2 separate regions of the Zea mays genome follow, and region 1 is linked to region 2. The links are chromatin contacts, called in public Hi-C maps. All regions are on one chromosome and are shown on one strand. Each heading gives the region's core, a stretch centred on a gene start, on an enhancer-like site or on the middle of the called end of the contact. The rest is flanking DNA. Distances are from core to core; before and after follow the strand shown. Region 1 holds the start of LOC100384506 (Pumilio homolog 3). Region 2 holds the start of LOC100280773.

Region 1 (3,707 bases), core at 722-3,221, 810 kb after region 2:
TCTTTTCCAAACTCTATAATTTCTTTTAGGATTTAATTTCCCATTTGGATATTTAACATATTTCTTTTTACATTACTGTAATATTGTCACAAAAATGCACACACAAATAAAATCCCAGCATGATGCATGTATTTTTTTGGGCATCTCTTGTTAATCATGTATCTGTGTAAGTAATGTGTTCACATGAAATGATAAACATTGGTAATACATATAGATATAGAATAATATAATTTCTCTTTTAGACCTTTCTTACAAAGTGGGTATTACACTTTTCTTCCTTCGGCTATTATCAACATTCTTCTGCTTTGCTGGGAGCCGAAGTTTTTCCATCTCACAATAGCTTCGGCGTTTGCTCTTATCTTCTTTGAATCCATCTTCATCTTTTAGAGATGAAGCTTTCTGTAATAGCTTATGCTAAAAACAAGTAGTTAATTATGTTTTTAGGACATTTGGAAGGAGAAGGCCACCAATATTTTTTATATATGCATTTATCATCATAGTTTAAAATGGCATATAAATATTTTTTTTGTGTTTAATTCGAGGTATATAGTATAAAAAATACGGGAAATAGAGATCACTCTAGTTCGGTGTGTTCTTTAGAGACAACCATTAGGATTTTAAGATGCGTCTAAAATTTTAGGCGTGCTTTAGGGATACCTGGTAGATAGTCTAAGCACGTGGGAACTTTTTTTCCAGGCACTAAAATTTGATTTGGACCCTTAAAACTCTAAATCCTAAACTCTCTGTTTGTACAAATACCGTTCCCGTACATCGATATCTTTTCTGTATTACTGACCCAAGTCTTATAGATCGGTCAGAAGATCTTTCTTGATTTTATTTATCGTTGATTAGTTAATTTTTAATCTAAAATGAAATGCGAAGGATAAAAAAAAGGCATGCATGAGAGGACGTGAGTGGGCGAGCAGTTGGACGACGCCTCGAGATGCATGCGCTGTTGCTAAGAAAAGTCGGTCCCCTTCATCCCCCGCTACCACTTTTTAACCCACTGTTACTGGGTTGTTACTGCTGTTAATCCATACATCAATCCATATCCATACAGAGTGTGATACTAGTGTTAACGTCAGTCACGTGGTGGTGGGCTGGTGAGCTGATGGTTGCAGTGGCCACGCACGCACTGCCTGCAGTCCCTTTCCTCCTGACTAAAAATAAACACAGGTTTCCTATAATCCTATTCTCCCCCTATAGACCCCTTTTCTTTCAAACCGAAATGAAATTTCTGTTGTGTTCTAAGCTGTCCTAGAAAAGACTACTCCCGGTGTGGTTTCACAGCTTCCACTTCGACTACTGCGATTTCGGCGGATGAGGCAGCTTCGAAGTACGTATTTTCGCTCAACTTTAATCCATATCAACTTTTAATATTTTTATATTGTTTTTATCTTTATAAATTATAGCTATAATATTTTATAGTGTATTTGGTCTGATGATTTGGCTCATTCATCATAGCTTGGCTCCGGATGGAGAGGAATTGCACTTTCTTGCGGAGTGAGCTGATTCCACGTGTTAGTCTGTTATTAGAAAGTTACGAACGACTTCGTTCCGCGATTCAAATTAAATGATAATATAGACTCGGACGTAGGTCTTGATGACTCCAAAAGCAGCCTAACCTGCAAACTAAACACGCCGTTAAACAGCTGTAGCGAACAGCGTTTAACTAGCTTCAACTTTTGGTTCGGATAACGGGAACTGACCGCTCCTAATTCAGTCACCGTAGCACGAGGAGCACTATCCTGCAGTATACTGCTACCGTTTATAAACAAGAGCAAGAAATAGCTTTGCCATCTCTCAAACTATCCCTCTGGAACAGCGATGGCTGTGCCGTGAGAACAACAAAACAAAACCCTAGAGGACCCAAAGCCCCCGGGCAGATCGGGCCCGTCCGTCCCGAAATCCAACGGCGCACCTCGCTCCGGCCGCTGTACTTAATCGAGCCGCAACCGGGCCTCTCTGACTGATTTCTTCTTCTCCAGTCTCTCTCTACTCCCCCACTCTTCCCCCACTCCCCCAGCACGCCACTGCTCACACAGACCACCCCCCACTCGGAGGCGGAGTGGAGCTCCTCCAATCCGTCCCGAATCCGGACGCCGCTCGCACCGCCCGCACCGCCCGCAGATGGACGCCCGCCCCCCGATCCGCCCGCTCTGACCAGACGAACCCGGTCCCCGCCCCCGCCGCCGCCGCTGGAGCGCGGTAATGGCGGGCTTCTAGCGCGTCGGACTTAAAGATCTAGCCTTTCTATTTTGTTTCCTCTCTGCCTCTTTTCTTTCGCTGGCACCGATGGTCACCGAGATGGCGGCGCGCGGCGGCGAGGCGGCGGCGTTCGGCGCGGAGGCCGACCGCGGCGACTTCGAGGTCTTCCGCAGCGGCTCCGCGCCGCCCACCGTCGAGGGCGCCCTGGGCGCCGCCGCGGCCGCTGCCGACCTGCTCGTGGATGACGACCTCCGCGCCGACCCGGCGTACCAGAGCTACTACTACTCCAATGCGCACCTCAACCCCCGCCTCCCGCCGCCGCTCCTGTCCAAGGAGGACTGGCGCTCCTCGCACCACCGCCTCCGCTCCGCGGCCTTCGGCGGGATCGGGGACGGCAGGAGGCAGCAGCAGCCGGCTGCCCAAGGGACGGTCGGCCTGCCCGGGATCGATCTTGCCCGCCAGAGGAGCTTCTCCACCGTCTTTCAGGTGGAAAGATCGAACTTTTTCTCCCCTTATTACTTCGCATATTTTATACTCCGTATTACGTAGTAGTAGTATACTCATCGATCTTCATTCTGTGCTAATATATGCCTTCTGACGACAAAGCCTTTGACCTTGTACTAGTTGCTCCTATTTTTGACTGATGGGTTTTTGACTGAGAAGTGATAAGTCCGAGTTCATTCCAATTATAGTAGACTATATATATATCTAGTGTCGAAGTATCTTAGATTTGCTATGTTTGACATATATTAGGTATGCAGCCGTCGTGCGCTCTCGACAGTGTGAACGCATGATTGCACTTTAGACCTGTGGTTTCTGGTGATGTCTCTGTTGCGGTTATGTGATCTATCGATTTTGTCGGACTCGGCTTCTTCATGGATTCATGGAGAAATTTATTTACATGAAGATAGGTAACGTGAAGTAACGGAAAAGACCCCGCCTTCTTTCCCTATTTGACTTTGGAGGCATACAGAGTATTTTCAGCTGACTTTCCTGATTGCGATGTTAAACCGTTACTAGTGATATTATGATGCATAACCGTTATGATGGAAACTAATCCACTTCCGGAGCAGTTCATGCTTTCTGGTCTTGAGAAATGTCTACTGGATCCCGACAAGCATTGTTCCATTTATAATGGAATAAGCGTTATGATTGGATAAACTAATGTAGTTCCAGAGCAGTTCATGCCTTTTGTTTTTTAGAAATGTCTACTGGATCACGACAAACATTGTTCCATATTTCACGTGCAAAACGCTTGTATGCACCTCTTATGGGTATTGTTACTTGTTGCTGTAGCTTATCTATTTCAACACGTCCTTGCATCAGTGAGCCATATTCTGCATTAGGGCATATTGAATCTTCTAAGTTTTGTGGTTCCCTTAGCAGCATACCCTCCCCTCTGCCGATCTGTATTTATTGATGACTGCATATTGTAAGATTCTAGGAATCCTGCATTAAGCCCTAGCTTCTTAAAGGTTCTTTTTTCCCCCTGCATTGCT
Region 2 (3,794 bases), core at 510-3,009:
CATTTCGGGTTCCTGAGGACGATGATGACCGAATCCCCGCGGAGGAACATCTTGCTTATGAACCTGTCCTTGTTCACCGGGAGAGCCTTCTTCTTGCCTTTACCGGTCTTCGGTACCTGTAACAGCGCGAGTCAAACAGGTGTTCAGAAACGGTTCGTGGACACGGCAAGTTCAAGCCAGGAGGGAGACTGGACAGAAGCTTAAGAGACCGTTCGGTTCGGCCTACCTCGGTCCACATCTCACGAACATTCTCAAGAACCATGTTGCAGTGCCGATCGAAGGCTCGCACGCGACCAAGCAACTTCTTGTTGTTCCGGCAGTTGATAAGAACCTAAGACATAAGAGACGATGTGTTATCAGAATAAGGAACAGTTAGTTGAAAAGCACCATCTATGCAACCTGAGACAGGCTGGCACAGGACACATAATATGTGATACGCGAGAGGAACAAAGATATAACGGTTAAGTAACAATGACACAGCGATCACAGTACAGCAAACGATGGTTTATGGTTAAGCGTGCACATATAAGATCGAATGGGTGCGGAAATATGGGCCATCGGGACATGATTGTCTGGTAGTTGGCAGCAACTAGGCAAGTAAATCAGTTGGTAAAAAAAATAGTAATGCTTGTTTTTGCTATTTATGAAAGAAATAAGGATGGATGACTATAAAATAGATAGTATAGACTATAGATACAGAAACCCAATAGTCTATATGACAGAGAGGTACTAGCATTATAGTCAAAACTGCCAAATTATGTTGCAATGCAATACTGACTGACTACCAAGGCCGCCAGCATTACCTCCATCCACCGAAGGTAAGAAACATGTGTGCATCACAGTTATTAAGGGGACAAGAATACAACACTGACTACAGACTAGTGCATCACTTCCACGTACCAAAATAGTATAAGAAACACAGCTGAGGGATATGTTTTAGTAAACAATTGGGAACCACAGCTAATAAACATGTCTTCGCTCAGAAGATTATTGGCCATTATGATTTGGTCAAGCAGGAGCTTCAGGCTGCTGCTGCTGCACAGAACTATACTTGTCTCAGGCTCTCAGACAATAAATGAGAAGGTTCAAATACAGCACAAATGATCATACTTGGATGAAGGATACACAAAAACTATGGCCAGATACAACCCTAACAATGGATCTAAGTTTCAGGACTACCAAGAGCAGGACCAGGAGGCAGCCAACTAAGGTTAACCATACTGACACAGCTGGACAGAAGGCACATTGCATTACTGCATAACTACAATTCATATCATAGTACCAGATTATACAACAAAAATACCAGCACATACATATTTTTCATAGTTGACCAGTAAGTCAATGTAGACAGACTGCAAAGAAGACACTGTATTTTCCAGAAGAAATCTGCCAACCTGGGTATTATTCTTGACGCTCATCATGAGCACCGAGAGAGGACCGGTGCTGAACTCCTCTTCCTCCTTTTTTATCTGTTTCGACAAAGGAAAAGAAAAGGCAAGGACCAAATCACAATTAATCCACAGCACCAGAAAGATGAGAGCAATATCCGGGGGAGGGAGGGAATGCAGTAATTTTCGGCTCACGTTGGTTTCTTCCGCCATGGGCGCCAATTGGAGCCGTCAATCTGCATACGGACGAAACTTTACCATCAGCAGGTTAAAAAAAATGGGTCGCCCGGAAGGATCTATACTCCGAAACCCGGAAATTACCTGGGTGGGCAGCGGCGAGACGGCGGCGGCGCGTCGAGAGGGATGAACTGTAGGGTTTTTCTGGAGGAAGACAAACTGGAAGCGATTTTACAGAGTGGCGCTGGGTTGGGCCCGGCCCAGTAGCATTTTGTTTCGGCCTTGTGCAGTTTCATGCCATAAATTGGCAGATGGGCCGTGATAGATTGGGCCCGGTTTAGAAACACATTTCTTGTTTCGGCCTTGTCCAGCTTCATTTTTAAAAAAGTTTATCCAGCTTCATTTTAAAAAAGTTTATCCAGCTTCATGGAATTGAAGTTTAGTATTATTTCGATTATCAAACAATGTTTGTACTGTTTCAACAAATCAATCATATATAGAGTCGCACAGTATGTTCTCCTGATAAATGATTTTCATTTAATTTACACCCACCATACAGTGAGTTATTCAGGGAGACAAACCACGAATTCAACAGAACTGACACGGCAACGAGGATTTATAAGACGAAAACATAAAGTACTGATACATAGTTCTAACTTCACACACAAACATAAAAAGGAATGGTTTGCATCTACTTCACATGGACGCAGCGATGCCATTCAGGACAGGCATCTAAGCAAAACCAACATCACGACTGACTCGACAGAGATAATGACTTTCAGTAGTTGGTAGCCCCAACATAGGGCTGCTGCCTACCATAACCGCCTGAGGGAGCGCCGCCGCTCCGATACTGCTGCTGCTGCTGGGGAGCAGGAGCCAGTAGTGGACAAGAGTTGGCAAAGTGTCCAGGCTGATTGCATTTGAAGCACAGTCCATTGCGAGGCTGCGAAGTACCGTAGGAGCTTGCTGCGCTTGCAGCCGCCTGCTGCCTGTATGTTCCTGCAGGGCAGTTCTGCACGTTGTGCCCACTTGACCCGCAGGACACGCAGGTCTGCTGCACATTCCGTGCCGCCGACACTGGAGTGGTCACCCCGGTGTACGTGCTTTCCTGCTGCGCGAGCTGGTTTGCAGACTCGCCATACCTTGGACCACTCAAATTGGTGGTGTAGGCACTGTTGGAGGTTGGCACACTTCGTCCAGCGCCAGTGTTGCTGATACCAGCATTGTAGGCCATGGCACCTTGCGCCCCAGAAGGTGAGCCAGTGTCATCCTGCAACAGGCCATTGATTACCCCTAGAAGGTAAGAACTCTCTATTGCCGGATCCAGCTTCTCTGCTTTAGTAATGTTGCACTTGACTTGCGGCGCATCATTATAGATCTCCTCCTTGACTTTCAGCGTGAACAGAAACTGCTGCCAACGAGCCGCCTGCAAGATCTCTGCAAATCGTTCCGAGTCTTCTACACTAATGTTGTTGAGCTCGTGGCCACTGTGGCCAATCATCACCTTAGCAGCATCTTCGAATGCAGTAAAATTGGTGACCCCACTGTGGTCCTGGATCTGGCCATTCAGCACGTATCTGTACTCACAATTTGGTAAGCTCTGGTCGCATTTGTCACAACGCCATGTCCCATCACCATTATCTGTTACCTTTTTGTTGCACATCCTACCATTCACGTCAATGGTGCAAGCAGGATAACAAAAATTATCTGCTATCAGATGTGAAATTGCAGCTTTAACAGTGATAAAGTCTGGCTTCTCTAACTGCCCCAGATTTTCATCCTTGATCTGAGCGATTGATTTCCGGACACAAGTACCACCCATACTTACCACTGACAGAGAAACACAAGCAGCTGTCTTTCCTCCAGTTGCGTACCAGCGCCGCAGACTCTCAGCCTCAGGAATTTCTGGGTCTATTTTTAACTGAGTTGAGCCAGCTGAGGACACAGATCTACCACTGTAGTCAGTAACGCGGGCACCTTTCAAAGCTAGAACAGGATTCAAACCAGAATCGCACAGCGACTGCAGCTGGTTGCCTTCAGCAACACACAACTTCCCCCATAAGGTAAGTTGTACACTTCGACCAGACATGTCTTTCAGTTCAAGTGTTCTTCTCTGGGTTTCCACGCCATCCTTTCGGATAAACGTGACAGAAGGGCCAACTGATGTGACAATTCCAATCAAGTCCAAAATAGCATCTTTCTCAATGTTCTCAATTTCACTTATCTTCC

Evidence for each region. A called contact is a pair of places that touch in the nucleus more often than the background predicts.
Region 1: a Hi-C map of tassel shows a contact between it and region 2, with 9 times the contacts expected there. The contact joins the promoter of LOC100384506 here to the promoter of LOC100280773 in region 2. A contact is called at or near these places in 4 of 25 Hi-C or Micro-C datasets (bundle sheath, ear, leaf and 1 more).

The regions. Positions count from the first base shown.
Region 1 is chr6:47,109,533-47,113,239 of Zm-B73-REFERENCE-NAM-5.0, forward strand. LOC100384506 (Pumilio homolog 3) reads left to right here and starts at 1,972. Exons shown (of 9, transcript XM_008649972.3): 1 at 1,972-2,694. The coding sequence starts at 2,296.
Region 2 is chr6:46,297,694-46,301,487 of Zm-B73-REFERENCE-NAM-5.0, forward strand. It overlaps LOC100280773, which reads right to left and starts at 1,760. Exons shown (of 5, transcript NM_001153695.1): 1 at 1,710-1,760; 2 at 1,584-1,640; 3 at 1,395-1,469; 4 at 227-331; 5 at 1-116. The coding sequence starts at 1,601. LOC100285427 reads right to left here. Exons shown (of 2, transcript NM_001158320.1): 2 at 2,153-3,794. The coding sequence ends at 2,344.